2 separate regions of the Mus musculus genome follow, and region 2 is linked to region 1. The links are chromatin contacts, called in public Hi-C maps. All regions are on one chromosome and are shown on one strand. The core of a region is the stretch at or near the end of the contact, and the rest is flanking DNA. Distances in the headings are between cores, read along the strand shown.

Evidence for each region. Hi-C and Micro-C count contacts between places; a contact is called where the count stands out from the background.
Region 2: a contact with region 1 is called in a Hi-C map of bone marrow-derived macrophages, with 55 read pairs. The contact joins two enhancer-like sites. A contact is called at or near these places in 4 of 39 promoter capture datasets (the HPC-7 cell line, HPC-7-derived erythroid cells, cranial neural crest and 1 more), 2 of 15 datasets of contacts at CTCF or cohesin (the G1E-ER4 cell line and large pre-B cells), 34 of 484 Hi-C or Micro-C datasets (the 63-12 cell line, B cells, CD8 T cells and 20 more), 8 of 115 datasets of contacts at active chromatin or transcription factors (CD8 T cells, the HPC-7 cell line, bone marrow-derived macrophages and 4 more) and 1 of 9 other capture datasets (embryonic stem cells).

The regions. Positions count from the first base shown.
Region 1 is chr10:111,103,273-111,110,388 of GRCm38.p6, reverse strand. No RefSeq gene overlaps it. Among named protein-coding and RNA genes, the nearest start is that of Gm29916, 23 kb to the right of the region's middle. Within about 2 kb of position 2,823, at least 61 of the 459 cell types and tissues checked have an H3K27ac peak or open chromatin away from gene starts, as enhancers often do. A contact at or near this core is called in bone marrow-derived macrophages, where this site is marked.
Region 2 is chr10:111,185,338-111,192,453 of GRCm38.p6, reverse strand. The region is part of intron 1 of Osbpl8 (oxysterol binding protein-like 8); the gene reads right to left. Gm51266 (predicted gene, 51266) reads right to left here and starts at 6,824; the gene lies at 6,756-6,824. Within about 2 kb of position 3,018, at least 36 of the 459 cell types and tissues checked have an H3K27ac peak or open chromatin away from gene starts, as enhancers often do. A contact at or near this core is called in bone marrow-derived macrophages, where this site is marked.

The DNA.
Region 1 (7,116 bases), core at 1,574-4,073:
TCCCACTAAAAAACAAAAATACAGACCCCCCCCCCCAATTTTTTTTCTTAAGAGGGTCCTTTATTCTCCAAATTTGGAAATATGCCCTTAAATAAAATGAATTGAGCTTTCTAAATGCTTTTTAAAAAAGATTTATTTATTTATTTTTATGTATATGAGTATACTGTAGCTATACAGATGGTTGTGAGCTATCATGACGTTGCTGGGAATTGAACTCAGGACCTCTGCTCGCTCCAGCCCTGTTTGCTCTGGCCCCAAGATCTATTTATTATTAGATGTAAGTATACTGTTGCTGTCTTTAGACACACCAGAAGAGGGTGTCAGATCTCATTACAGATGGATGTCAGTCACCATGTGGTTGCTGGCATTTGAATTCAGGACCTTTGGAAGAACAGTCAGTGCTCTTAACCGCTGAGCTATTTTTCTAGTCCAGAGCTTTCTAAATTGTTGTTGTCTTTTTTTTTTTTTTAATTCAACTGGCAGATGCCAGAGAGAAAAGAAGCTGGGCATGGTGGCTCATGCCCTTAATCCTCGCGCTTGGGAACCAGAGGCAGGTGGATCTCTGTGAGTTTGAAGGCAGTCTAGTCTATGTAGTAAGTTCTAGACCAGTTGAGGCTACGTAGTGAGATTCTGTCTTAAAACAATAACCAACTGAAGGAAGTAGAGGAGTGTAGAGGTAAAGGAAGAAGAAGAGAAGGAGGGGGAGGGGAAGGGTAGAGAGAGGAGAGACTCAGGGAAGGCTCCCACGTATCACCAGCTGGCCTCAAACTCATTATGTAAGCAAAGATGACCTTAAAAATCTGATCATGCTGCCTCTACCTCCCCAGGGGTGCGTTTACCGGTATACACTGACATGGACTCTGTTTTAGGGCTGCTGGGTATTGAGCCCAAGGCTTCAAGCATGCTCAGCGAGCATTCTACCAACTGACCTACACCCCTACCCTGTGTTTATGTATTTATGTATTTAGTGTGTGCATGCATGGCTGAGAGTGTGGGCGCATGCGTGCCACGGTGCACACGGGGACTTGGTCAGAGGGCATGTTTGAGGAACTGTTTGTCGTCCCTTTTGTTTTGAGGCTGGTCTCTCCTGTTTCTGTTGCTGTGCTGTGTATTTCAGGATAGCCAGGGAGCTTGCGGGTGGTTCTTCGGACTCCACCTCCCACCTCCTGTCTTGTCCTAGAAGAGATGGGATTGCAGGTATATCGCATCCTGCCTTGCTCTTAAAGTGAGGTCCAGGGGTCAGGTTTTTGGGCGTGTGAGCCAGCACTTTTTACCCACGGAGCCATCTCCCTGACCCTTAAAAGCTGAATACGGTGACAATATGCTAATAACAAAGATACTGAGAAGATTCGGACGGCGTAATTTGGTACCAATGTTTCTGGCCCTTCAACAAAACATACATAGTTTTCTCCACGACTGTCCACTAGGTGGCAGACCTTCCGCGGCAGCCTCAATAATTAGCAAAAATTCCCTTTATTGGATGGTGCTGAACATCCTTGAAGATGCTTAAATAGACACACACAAAGAGAGGGGCGGGGGAGCATCATCCGCTTCCTTTTCTTCTTCGGCACTCATCTTTTTGTGGGGTCTCAAGGGCTCTGCCTTGCTGTTTCATTCATGGAGAGACTTTCGTTTTGGAAGGGGGTTGGGAGGTGGAGGTGGGGATAGCTTTTTAGCTTTTTTTGTTTTTGGTTTTTTTTTTTTTTTTTTTTTTTTTTTTTTTTTTTTTTTTTTTTTTTTTTTTGGTTTTTCGAGACAGGGTTTCTCTGTGTGTAGCCCTGGCTGTCCTGGCACTCACTTTGTAGACCAAGCTGGCCTCGAACTCAGAAATCCGCCTGCCTCTGCCTCCTGAGTGCTGGGATTAAAGGCGTGCGCCACCACGCCCGGCGCTTTTTAGCTTTTTGAGACAAGGGTTTTTGTTTGTTTGTTTTTGTTTTTGTTTTTTATAGCCCCAGCTGCCCTAGAACTTGCTTTGTAGACCAGGCTAGCCTCGAAAAACACACATCGGGTACATTTTATCCCCATTTAAAGACTTCAACTATCTCCCTTTCATCTAGAACAGTGGTTCTCAACCTATGGGTTGAAACCCTTTTGGGGGTCAAATGACCCTTTACAGGGGTCGTGTTTACATTATGATTTATAATGGTAGCAAAATTACAGTTATAAAGTAGCAACAAAAATAATTTCATGGTTGGAGGAACTGTATTAAAGGGTCATGACGTTAGGAAGGCTGAGAACCGCTGATGTAGCAGAAGATAGAGCATCTTTAAAGTGGTCTTCCCATCTGGGCAACCTCACTTCCTCTGACATTCCCCACCCTTACTGAGAGCTCCAGCTAGTCACGTGGGCATCAGTCCCTGAGACTCAGGGTCTAGCCCAGTAACCGAAAGGTATTCAAACCCTTTCTATTGATCGCAAAACCAGTTTCTAAAACTGAAAAACTCAATTTAAGAAATTTCTGATGGCCCCAAGAGATGTTTTTATTTAACTCAAGTAACAGTTTTATTTATGGTTACTAGACTTTAGAATGAGCAGAACAAGGCAAGGCGGGATACCATCCCGCTGTCTCCAGCTGCTCACCAATGAAGAAATTCTCAGCAGGAAATAAGTTGTGGGCTTAGTGAGCGTCCTCTGGTTCACAGCTGGTGTGCCATTTACCACCACCCTCCCTTGACACAAAATCTACCTCCTCTCTCAGGGACTTCCTACGCGCTTGTATCTTTGGTAGGAAGAGATGGCTCAGCAGTTGCACTTGCTACCGTTTCAAGACCCAACTTTGGTTTCTGGAACGCCTTATAGCAGCTCAGTTCCCAGAGATTGGATGCCCTCTTCTGGCCTCCTTGGGCACTGCATGAATGTGGCACATGAAATACACTAGGCATTCACACACACACACACACACCAAAATAAATAAGTATTTTTAAAAGACATTTTAAAAGGTGTAAAGATCCCTCAAGAGAGCCGAATGTGGTGGCACATGCTGATACTCCGAGCACTCAGTATGCTAAAGCAGGGAAGTCATGAGTTCGAGGCTACCCTGGGCTGGTGTTCTCCCATCCCCACTAATGTTTTTGTTTGTCTGTTGAGAATTTTATACAGTATATTTTGGTTATTTTTTTTCCTCTTGTTCACCTCTTCCCAGATTCTCCTTCCCCTCCCTACTCACCCAGCGTTCTCTCTTCAGTGCTCTCTGTCTCTGTATGTCTGTCTGTCTCTCTGTATCAGAGAGAGAGAAAAAAAAAGAGAAAGGAGAGAAAGAGAAAGATTGATTCTCTGTGTAGCCCTGGCTGTCCTAGAACTCACTCTCTAGACCAGCCTGACCTTGAACTCAGGGATCCACCTGCCCTGCCTCCTGAGTGCTGGGATTAAAGTCTTGCCAGCACCACCCAGCTCCATCTATTGGTTAATTCCAGGGTGTACCTTACTGACCACCTCAGATATCAGTCACACACATGAGGTGCACATGGTAAACAAAACACTCAAAGATATCAAATAATTCATCTAAAATCACATTGTGTGTGTGTGTGTGTGTGTGTGTGTAGCAATAAGGATTCCTATGCACTCCTGGGACCACAACCTCTGTGTGTCATAATAAATAGTTCCTTGGAGTTTTAGTCACTAGCTTGGCTGACTTTGCCATCACAACATTGTTTGAGGGTTGGTGCTGCAGGGGCGGGTGTGGGGGGGGGGCAGGGAGGAGAGAAATTCTCTACTTTCTCTGACCCGTGAAAACCCTCTTTGGACCTTGGACTAAACTAGAGAAGCTCTGTTGGAGTCTATTCTGTTGGCATTCACTGCGAAGTTCCAGACTCAGGGCCAGCCTGGTGTACATAGTAAGTCCCAGGCCAGCCAGGGCTACAAAGCTAGATTCTGTCTCCTTTAATCCCAGCACTCGGGAGGCAGGTGAATTTCTGAGTTCGAGGCCAGCCTGGTCTACAGAGTGAGCTCCAGGACAGCCAGGGCTACACAGAGAAACCCTGTCTTGAAAAAAACAAAAACAAAAACAAAAACAAAAACAAAAAGAAAAAAAAACCCAACCAATTGGAAATGTGTGATAGGTAGGGGGCTGGGCACGTAGCTCAGCTGGTAGAGCACTTGCTTAGCAATGCGTAAGGCCCTGGGTTGCACCCCAGCAGTATATAACCTGAGAGTGGAGACACAATCCCAGCACTTGGGAGGTGGCAGTCAGAGGACCAGGACTTCAAGGTCACCCACAAGCATACAGTGACTTTGAGGCCAGTCTGAGTTAGAAAACCCTGTCCTTTTTTTTTTTTTTTTTTAAAGAATTATTTGTTTGTTTTGTGTGTATGAGTACACTATAGCTGTCCTCAGCCACACCAGAAGAGGGCATCAGATCTCATTATAGATGGTTGTGAGCCACCATGTGGGTGCTGGGAATTGAACTCAGGTCCTCTAGAAGAGTAGTCAGTGCTCTTAACTGCTGAGCCAACCAGAAAACCCTATCTTTCAAACCAAACAGAACCCTGTAGTGTAGGGACTGGGGCTATGACTCAGTGGTGGAGAACTTGCCTAGTGTGAAAACACTTGCTTCGATTCTCAACGGTGTAAATAACGGTAATGATAAAATCACACTGCAGGACCAGCCCACCCTTGCCTAGAGGAGGATCTTCTGCTAACGTGCAGATAAAAGTGGCCGAAAAGACAGCTGTTCCAGCCTCCTCCAGCCCTGGGAGAAGGTTTTCTAACTCAGGCTGCTGTCAAATTCCCTATGTATTTGAGGGTGACCTCCAAGTCCTCATCCACCCCCTGCTATGCACACCTCCTCCCAGGACCAGAGTGCCGCCATGTCATGCTGTTCCTTGCCACAGAGAAGATGAGTGGCCCAGAAAGTGAAGCCCTGGCATGAGGGTCCCGACCCAGCTTGGTGTAAGACTTCCGGGTCAGGAGCACTATCTACTGCTTCTAGAAGCTTCTGAGAACATCCTAGGGCCCCAGAAGGTCGTTTTGAGCCTTGGACATTGGACAGTAAAAAACAACACCTGGTGAGAACTTGCAACTGATTAAGAAAGTCAGGGAAAGGTAGACTCTGAACTGGGGTCCATCTTGCATGACGGTCATGCGGTTGTTGGAACGTGCAGAATAGCCAAGGCAAGAGATGTAGAAATGTTTCCCTGTGAAATGGAGGGAGATCACTTTCCGCGCCTTGGCTTCATGTGGTGATAACTGAAAACAGATGACAGACAATCCCCACAGAACCTTCCGAAAGGTGTTCAGTATGCACACAGGAAGGAGATGCAACCCACACAGTCAGCTTTAAACTTTTCACTGCCTCTCATGAGGCCTCCACAGAACTCTTCACTCCCACTCCCACTCATAGGAAGGTGGCACTCGCCCAACATGGTGGCAAAAGTCTTGAGCCCCAGCATTCCAGAGACAGGTAAGCAGATAGATCGCTATGAAATGGAGGCCAGCCTGGTCTACCGATAGAGTTCCAGGTCAGCCAGGGCTATACAGAGAAATAAAGAGAAAGAAAGAAAGGAAGAAAGAAAGAAAGAAAGAAAGAAAGAAAGAAAGAAAGAAAGAGAGGGAGAAAGAAAGAGAGGGAGAAAGAAAGAGAGGGAGAAAGAAAGAGAGGGAGAAAGAAAGAGAGGGAGAAAGAAAGAGAGGGAGAAAGAGAGGGAGAAAGAAAGAGAGGGAGAAAGAAAGAGAGGGAGAAAGAAAGAGAGGGAGAAAGAGAGGGAGAAAGAAAGAGAGGGAGAAAGAAAGAGAGGGAGAAAGAAAAGGAAGGGAGGGAGGAAGGAAGGAAGGAAGAAAGGAAGAAAGAGAGAGAAAAAGAAAGAAGAGAAAAGGAAAGAAAAAGTAAAAAATAAAAAAGAAATAAAGGCAGAATTGGTGTTAAGAAAGTATAGAGAGGCAACACTAACATCACAGCCAGCAGCCAGGGCGGAGGAAGAAGAAAGAGAAGAATGGACGGTCCAAACTGCTACTTTTCCTCCCCTTCAAGAAACATTTTTGTTTGTTTGTCTTTAAAGTTTTATTTTATGTATATGAGTACACTGTAGCTGTCTTCAGACACACCAGAAGAGGGCATCGGATCCCACTACAGGTGGTTGTGAGCCACCATGTGGTTGCTGGGAATTGAACTCAGGACCTCTGGAAAAGCAGTCAATGCTCTTAACCACTGAGCCATCTCTCCAGCTGCTCGAGAAATGTTTTGTACCAGAATCCATCCAACTCTAAGGATCAACTGTTTAGTGTCTTCTTGTTCTGCAGCTTGAGGAAAACTCTATTTCTTGAGTGTGTGTGTGTGTGTGTGTGTGTGTGTGTGTCTGTCTGTCTGTCTGTCTGTCTGCATGTGTGTTTCACAGCCCTCCTGGAGTACAGTAATTGCTCTGACCACATATTAATAACTTCTCTTTACATAAATCTCCAAACGCATATAAAAGGACTAAAACTGAAGCTATTAAATGATCTGAATGAATTCTGCATGCAACTTTGCTTTGTATTACTATATAAATAAGATAACTATAAAAATAAGAAAATAGAGTTAATTACTCCTAAAAGAATGTTCTAGACTCCTTCACATTGTGCAGCCATAATGGGGACCATTTTCTTCTGTCACAGCTTTCTCCCATGATGCTTTTGCCTTGTCACGGACTTAAAAACAACAGACCAAGCTGAGCATGGACTGAACTCTCAAACCCGAGGCTCCCACCAGAGGCTCCTCGTTTGCTCTCTATTGCTGTGATAAATATCACGGCCAAGAGTAACCTGGGAGAGGAAAGGGTTAACCCAAGTTATAATCCACCAGGAAGGGAAATCCAGGCAGGACTCAGAGGTAATGGAGGAACGCAGTTTAGAAACTTGCTCCTGGTTGCTGAGCTTATTTATTTATTTTTATTCATCCCAGAACTATCAACCCAGGAGTGGTCTGGACTATTCCACATGGATCATTGGTGAAGAGAATGCTCCCCCACAGACTTGCTCACCGGCCAATCAGATGGAGGCATTTTTCTCTCTTCCCAGATTGCCCTAGCTGTGTCAAGCTAACGCAATACTGACCAGCACAGACTTCTTGCTCATGTTCAGGAAGCTAACGGAGCACTTCTCTTAGCTAAGTCAGCTGCTTATTCTCTGCGGTTGCTGCCTCACGGT
Region 2 (7,116 bases), core at 1,769-4,268, 82 kb before region 1:
AAAAGCCACATAACACACTACTGAAGAATGACAAGGATAGCTAAAATACTTTTAAATGACAATGTAAGTATTGATGATAATGAACAAGAACTAAATAAAACACTCCTCCATTGTAGGCCCAAGAGAGATGGAAATGTAGCCAGCCAAAGACCTGCAACATAGATTTCATTTCTGTAACAGCTTCACTTACAACAGGCACAAACATGAAACAAGCCAAATGCCTGTTAACAAGTGAGCAAATAACTGAACTGTACCATAGTCACATACACGCAACAGTATCCAGCCATAAAAAGGAACACTGTAAAACGTATGCCAAGCAAAGAAGTCAGACTAGTGTATATACTCTAACTGTATGAAATGAGAACAGGCAGAAGTGTTGAGACAGAGCCCAGATCAGCTGTTATCTGGGGGAAAGTGGGCAAGAAGAGGGATGAAGGGAAAAGGCATGCATGAATTTTAAAGGGCTACTGGGAAAACTGTTTACACTGTGGTGCAAATTTCATGGGTGTCTACACTACAAAACTACAAACTGTTCTTTTAAATGGGTACTTTTTTTTTTTAATTTCATGCACACCATACCTGAATAAAGTAGTCTGAGGAGTTTAAAGTTGTGTTTTAACATATGAGAACAATGAGAGAGGGGGGAGGGGAGAGGAGGGGAGGGAAAAGACTATACTATCCCAAGCAAAGCTGCTGGGTGTCCTGTACATGCCTGTAAGTCCAGCCCTTGGAAGGCTGAGGCAGAAGGATCATCATGACTTTGAGGCCTGCCTACAGCCTGTGTTACATAGTGAACTAAGGCCAGCCTGGGCAACACAGTGAGATCCTGTCTCGATACATACACACTAACTTTTAAAATGTTCAAATTTTAGCACAGCTAAACCTAAGAGTTTGCCTTAAGAAATGCATGTGGTAAATGAGAAAGTCCATTTGTTCTGTTGCCCTGTCTGTGAAATGGAAGTCACAGAGCAGCTGTGACAATTAGATGGGGCAGTTAATCTTAAAGAGCAGCTATGACAATTAGATGGGGCAGTTAATCTTAGCACCGAATGGGTGCTGGCAACTAACAGCAACACAACTCACAGCATTAAATCTCCTGTCTGTATTAAGGTAAAACAAAGATGGAGGCAATGATGAGGGCTTTCTAGAGGAAAGAATTTTGCATGCAAATTTTGAAAGGAAAAATAAAGAAGGGAGTGTACAGCAAGTGGAGGGTCAGGCAGGTGGAGGGTTAGGCAGGTGGAGGGTCAGGCAGGTGGAGGGATAGGCAGGTGGAGGGACAGGCAGGTGGAGGGACAGGCAGGTGGAGGGACAGGCAGGTGGAGGGTCAGGCAGGTGGAGGGTCAGGCAGGTAGAGGGACAGGCAGGTAGAGGGACAGGCAGGTGGAGGGTCAGGCAGGTGGAGGGTCAGGCAGGTGGAGGGTCAGGCAGGTGGAGGGTCAGGCAGGTAGAGGGACAGGCAGGTAGAGGGACAGGCAGGTGGAGGGTCAGGCAGGTGGAGGGTCAGGCAGGTGGAGGGTCAGGCAGGTGGAGGGTCAGGCAGGTGGAGGGTCAGGCAGGTGGAGGGTCAGGCAGGTAGAGGGACAGGCAGGTGGAGGGTCAGGCAGGTGGAGGGTCAGGCAGGTGGAGGGTCAGGCAGGTGGAGGGTCAGGCAGGTGGAGGGTCAGGCAGGTGGAGGGACAGGCAGGTGGAGGGTCAGGCAGGTGGAGGGTCAGGCAGGTGGAGGGTCAGGCAGGTGGAGGGACAGGCAGGTGGAGGGACAGGCAGGTGGAGGGTCAGGCAGGTGGAGGGTCAGGCAGGTGGAGGGTCAGGCAGGTGGAGGGTCAGGGCAGGTGGAGGGACTGGCGCTGACAGAAGCACGGAGGCGTAAAGGAGCAGTCGTGAGGAGATGGAAGAATTAGTGTGCCTATGGCATCAAGTCCATATGTGGGAGAAAAAAATCAGAGTGTCCTTCCATCTGATTCAGATACCCATTTAAATTTCACAGTAACATCCAGAATTGTAGCTTCTTCATCTAGGAGATGCAATGTTATGTATGAAACACAGAGGCAGCTGAGAGAGAGAGAGCTCTTCCTGTTGAAAACAATGTGAATATCCATATTCACCAGTTTCACTCTCTTGGAACTCAGCCATAGCCCTTCTCTAAAGCAAAAATAATGATTGAACTATAATAATAGACCCACAGCATATGGGCCTGCTGTGCATCTGTCACCGTGTGCTAAAGAAGCTCTGAAAGCTTTTACAGTTTTTCAGAATCTCAATTCAGTTCATTTGGAAATCAAGATGTAAAAACTCTCCCCAGAAAGCTATTCAGGCATGGTGCGCCATGCCTGTAATCCCAGCACTGAGGCAAAGCCTCAGGAAATTAAGACCACAGATTCCTTTTCTTACAGAGAAAACTCAAGGACAATCTAGGCTACAGGATTTATAAATAAGTCAAGATTAAAAACTAAATAAAGCAATGATCTCATGACATTACAATATATTTCAAGAAACCTAATATGAAGCAATGTGATAATTCTCTGTGTGTGTGTGTGTGTGTGTGTGTGTGTACACTTCTGAGACAGTACTGACACGCATCCTACACTGGCTTTAATCTCCTCGTGTAGCTCAAGCTGGCCTGGATTTCAAAATCCACCTGCCTTGGCAATCCAGAGCTGGGATTACAGGTGCTGAGTAAAATAAAGTAAAAATAAATGCTTTCATTTTGAAAAATATTTTATATTATTTCACTTTAATAATCACTTCTCAGTCGTGGCCATGTTCAAATGTAAAATGATGAAGAACACAGAATTGCTTTTTTTCTAATACTCATACTCACAGATTTTCCCTGGGATTCTGTATGTACAATAGTGATTGTCTTCTACATTTTATTTAGATAGTATCCTTATTTCTTAGAAAGGACAGCTGAAATACCAAGTTAAAATTCTGAGCCATTTCATTCTCAGCCTAAGAATAATGTGCGATGAGAAAGCGAGACACAGTGAGTGAGAAATGAAACTTGAAAGATCAGCAATGTTGACCTTGAAACAAAACAGGGGAGCTATTGCAGGAAGTAAGGCTACAAGATTAAGTCTCTGCCTGGCTGGTTTTATGTCCACTTGATACAAGCTACAGTCAGTCATCTGAGAGGAGGAACCTCAACTGAGAAGATGCCTTCAGAAGATGAGAATGTTCACACACTGGCAGGGCATTTTCTTCATTAATGATTGATGGGGCAGGGCCCAGCCCACTGTGGGTGGTGCCATCCCTGGGCTGGTCGTTCCTATTAGGAAGCAGGCTGAGCAAACCATGAGGAGCAGCAAGCCAGTGAGCAGCATCCCTCTACGGTCTCTACATCAGCTCCTGCTTCAAGGTTCCTGCCCTGCTTGAGTTCCTGCCCTCACTACTTTTGATGATAAACTGTTAATGTGAACTGTGAGAGAAATAAAGCCTTTACTGCCAACTTGCTTTTGGCCGCAGTGTTTCATCACAGCAATAGTAACCATTTTGGTGAAAGGGTGTAGAAAACAAAGGTTTTATCAGATCCATAACAGTCACACCAAAGCTGGGCAGTGGTGGCACACGCCTTTAATCCCAGCACTTGGGAGGCAGAGGCAGGCGGATTTCTGAGTTCGAGGCCAGCCTGGTCTACAGAGTGAGTTCCAGGACAGCCAGAGCTACACAGAGAAACCCTGTCTCGAAAAACCAAAAAAACAAAAAAAAACTAAAACAGTCACATCCAGTTAAGGGCCTTGGCGAGTACAGAGCAGAGGGCGAAGCCTTAAAGAATGTTGCTTTCTCCCTCCTGGACACACATAGACACACTCACCTGAACTACATATTTACACACACACACATTGTGTGTGTGATATTGTACAGAATCATACATGATTTCTCCTTTATGTTTTTCATGATAGAATTCTAAGGTATAGAACATTTTTAAAAGCATTTATCACTCGCTTTTGGATGGTGGGAGGGAAGCAGACAAGACGTAGGCCAGGGGCTGTTAGTTCAGGTGGTTAATCCACCAGGATCCGTCACCGGAAGATTTCTAACATGGAACAGCTGGGGAAGTTAGGATGCTAGATTCCGAGCCCAGTGACTGTTATACTAAGATTGTCTGGGGTTTTCCATTTCGCAGCCATTAAACTGAGCTCTAGGGGAAGGTAACCCTGGCAGAGCATGGGTTTGCGAGAGTGCATCCCCAGCTAGCAGTGGAAATTTGAGATTGCTTATAGGTTTGACAGCAGCCAGCCGCAGGGGTTAAATGACTGGGACTGTGAGAAGTTGAGCTTTGGAGGCAGCGAGACTGCCAGGGCCGGAGAGTAGCCCGCAATAGCATGGACTGATTTTTAATATTACATGCAACAATTAATATTGTCAAAATAATTATATTACTAAATGTAGCCCATCGATTCGATGGACTCCTCATCAATATTCCAATTTTTACTTCACGTAGATAGGACACAACAACAAAGCAATCCTAAAATCATATGGAAGCAATTATGAGAGTAATGCTAGAGGCATTATAACACCTGATTTAAAATTATGCTGCAGAGCCATAGTAAATACTAGTATGAACACACACACATAGACACGCGAGGTTTGACAGAGGACACACAGATAAACCCGCACGCACTGCTACAGTTACCTTATTCTCAGCAAAGATGTCAAACAACCCAAATGCTGGAGGAATGACAGCCTTTTATCATATGGTGCTGGGGAACCAAAATATCCATATGTAAAGACTAAAACTACATTGTTGTTTAATTCTGTACAAAAGTTAATTCAAAGTGAATAAAAAACTATAATGGAAAATGTGGAACTTTGAAATAACTAGAACATAAGGAAAACACCTCAAGATACACGCAGAGGCAAGGATTTTCTGTGTAGGATTTTAAAAGTTAAGGAAATAGTAACAAGAATTGACAAATGGGATTGCATCAAAATAGACAGCTTTTGTACAGCCAAGGAGAATCTACTACCACCACTTTGCTAGACCAGCATCATTTCTAAAGACACTTTAAGTTTTATCCTTATACTAACAGAAGTGTAGTGCTTATGCCTCGTTAAAGAATCCTCTCTATGGAGAAAACTGAAACCATCACAGAAAACCACAGCTGGACACAATGCAAAGACCAAAGGATTGTGGGGATCCGACTATACAGGCAGCACAGCTCCAGCATCCACGGCTCAGGAAAGGTCATGGAAGAAGGGTGGAAAGACTGTAAGTGCCAAAATGCCAGGAAGTCTGTGAGACCGTTTACCTGATCTACCCTAGAGATGGCTGCATAAACAAGACTTGAACAATGACAATATCGACACGCTAATGCAGGAGGAAAATCAGATGGGGTCCTGCTCCTAGTCAAAGAGCGAGAGGCAAGCAATGACTGATCAGAGGGAGAGAATTAACCCGAGGGTTGAACGCCCCCATTGTTTACTCAATACAAAGTGGTCAACCCTGAAACAATACGCACACAAGCAACAGAAAGGGACTTAGCAGACTATTTGTATATGCATGCATATATGTAACACTAATAAAGAAAAAGAGGCTATCAATTTGAGGGGGTATGAAAGGACTTGGGGGGAAGGGACCTGGGAGGGGCTGGAGAAAGGAAAAGGAAAAGGAGAGATAATATAATTATATTTTGATTAGAGTGCATTAAAATATTGATACTTAAAATTAAAAAAAAAAAGAAATTATCACTCTTAAGAAACATAAATTACATCTTTAAGTTTAGCAAGTTATACTATGTAAGCGTAATCCCAGCTTTGGGGCTATCTGCTGCTGAGACAGCTCAGCAAGTAAAGGTTCCTCCTACCTGCTGCCTGGTTTGATGACCTAACTTTAATCCCTGGCGCCCACACAGTAGAATCAAAGAACGAACTACTCAAACTGTCCTCCGAGACAATTGTCCTATGCATGCCCCACACCCATACACACACATACACAAAATAAATAAATAATGTGAAGTTTAAAGTTTAAACACAGGTTAACACTGCTATAGACAAAAATTTTTAAACGAGGCTTAGGATATTTTAAACCAATGCCTTCAAGAATGCTTACCATAGGATAGAGGACCTGCCCTGCCTCTTTAAGGCTCCATTATGGGAGATTAGAGTGAGAGTATGGAACGCTGCATGGAACATCTATTTACACACCTCTAACTTGGAGAATGAGTTTAACAACTTAAAAGGGAATTAAGAAAAACTCTTACAAGAAATGCCAAAAGCAGCTATAAATGAGTAGAAGAGAAAAATACTCAGAATTTCTTGTTTAAAGTAGGAAATATACTTTGTATTCATCTTAGAAGATGGCTCAGAAGTTAAGAGAACTTGCTGCTCTTCCAGTGATCCTAAGTTCAATTCCCAACCATCATGGTGAAATCTGGTGCCCTCTTCTGGTGTGCAAGCATACGTGCATGCAGAACACTACACTAAAAATAAATCTTTTTTTTTTTTTTTTTAAGAAAAAAAACATGCTATTCAGCAGCCAGGAGCATTCAAAGAAGGAATATGTGCAGATATAAATTTTTAAAAGAAAATCTTTTTAATCTATTAGCTCAATGAGAATCCCACACAATGTTCCTCTTCACCTTTCACCCTTCTCCAGCTACTCCCAGATCACTTCCTACCTCCCAAGCCTGAGTGGCCCACCCTGTCCAGTTTGGGTTCCCTGTATACTAATAGGTGTGGGACTATTGGCTGAAGTATAATGTACTTACCAGGGTCCCACCCTTAAAGAAAACTGACTACCCCTCTCCTAAAGCCTATCAAGTGTCCACAGCTCCTTGGTTAAAGACACAAGCTCAGGAACCCCTCCCCTTCCATGCTGGAACACTGACTGGCTTGTAGAAAAGAAGTTTAAATTAAAGCTCTGCTTACATAAGCCCCTCCTATAGGCTGTTTCCTCAGTTATCATTATCCATACAGAAAACTGTAAGGGGGAAGGGAGTGGGTTCAAATAGGAATAAAGTACACAAAGGCTGAAGGTGTGAAGCTCTGCAGGTGGAGTGCTTGCCTAGCCCCCACTGGCCCTGTGTTCTATCTCTAGCACCAAAACAAACAAAAAAGCAGAGAGAACAATGAATGATATACATCATGGTAGAGGACAAAGAGCATATATATGGACAA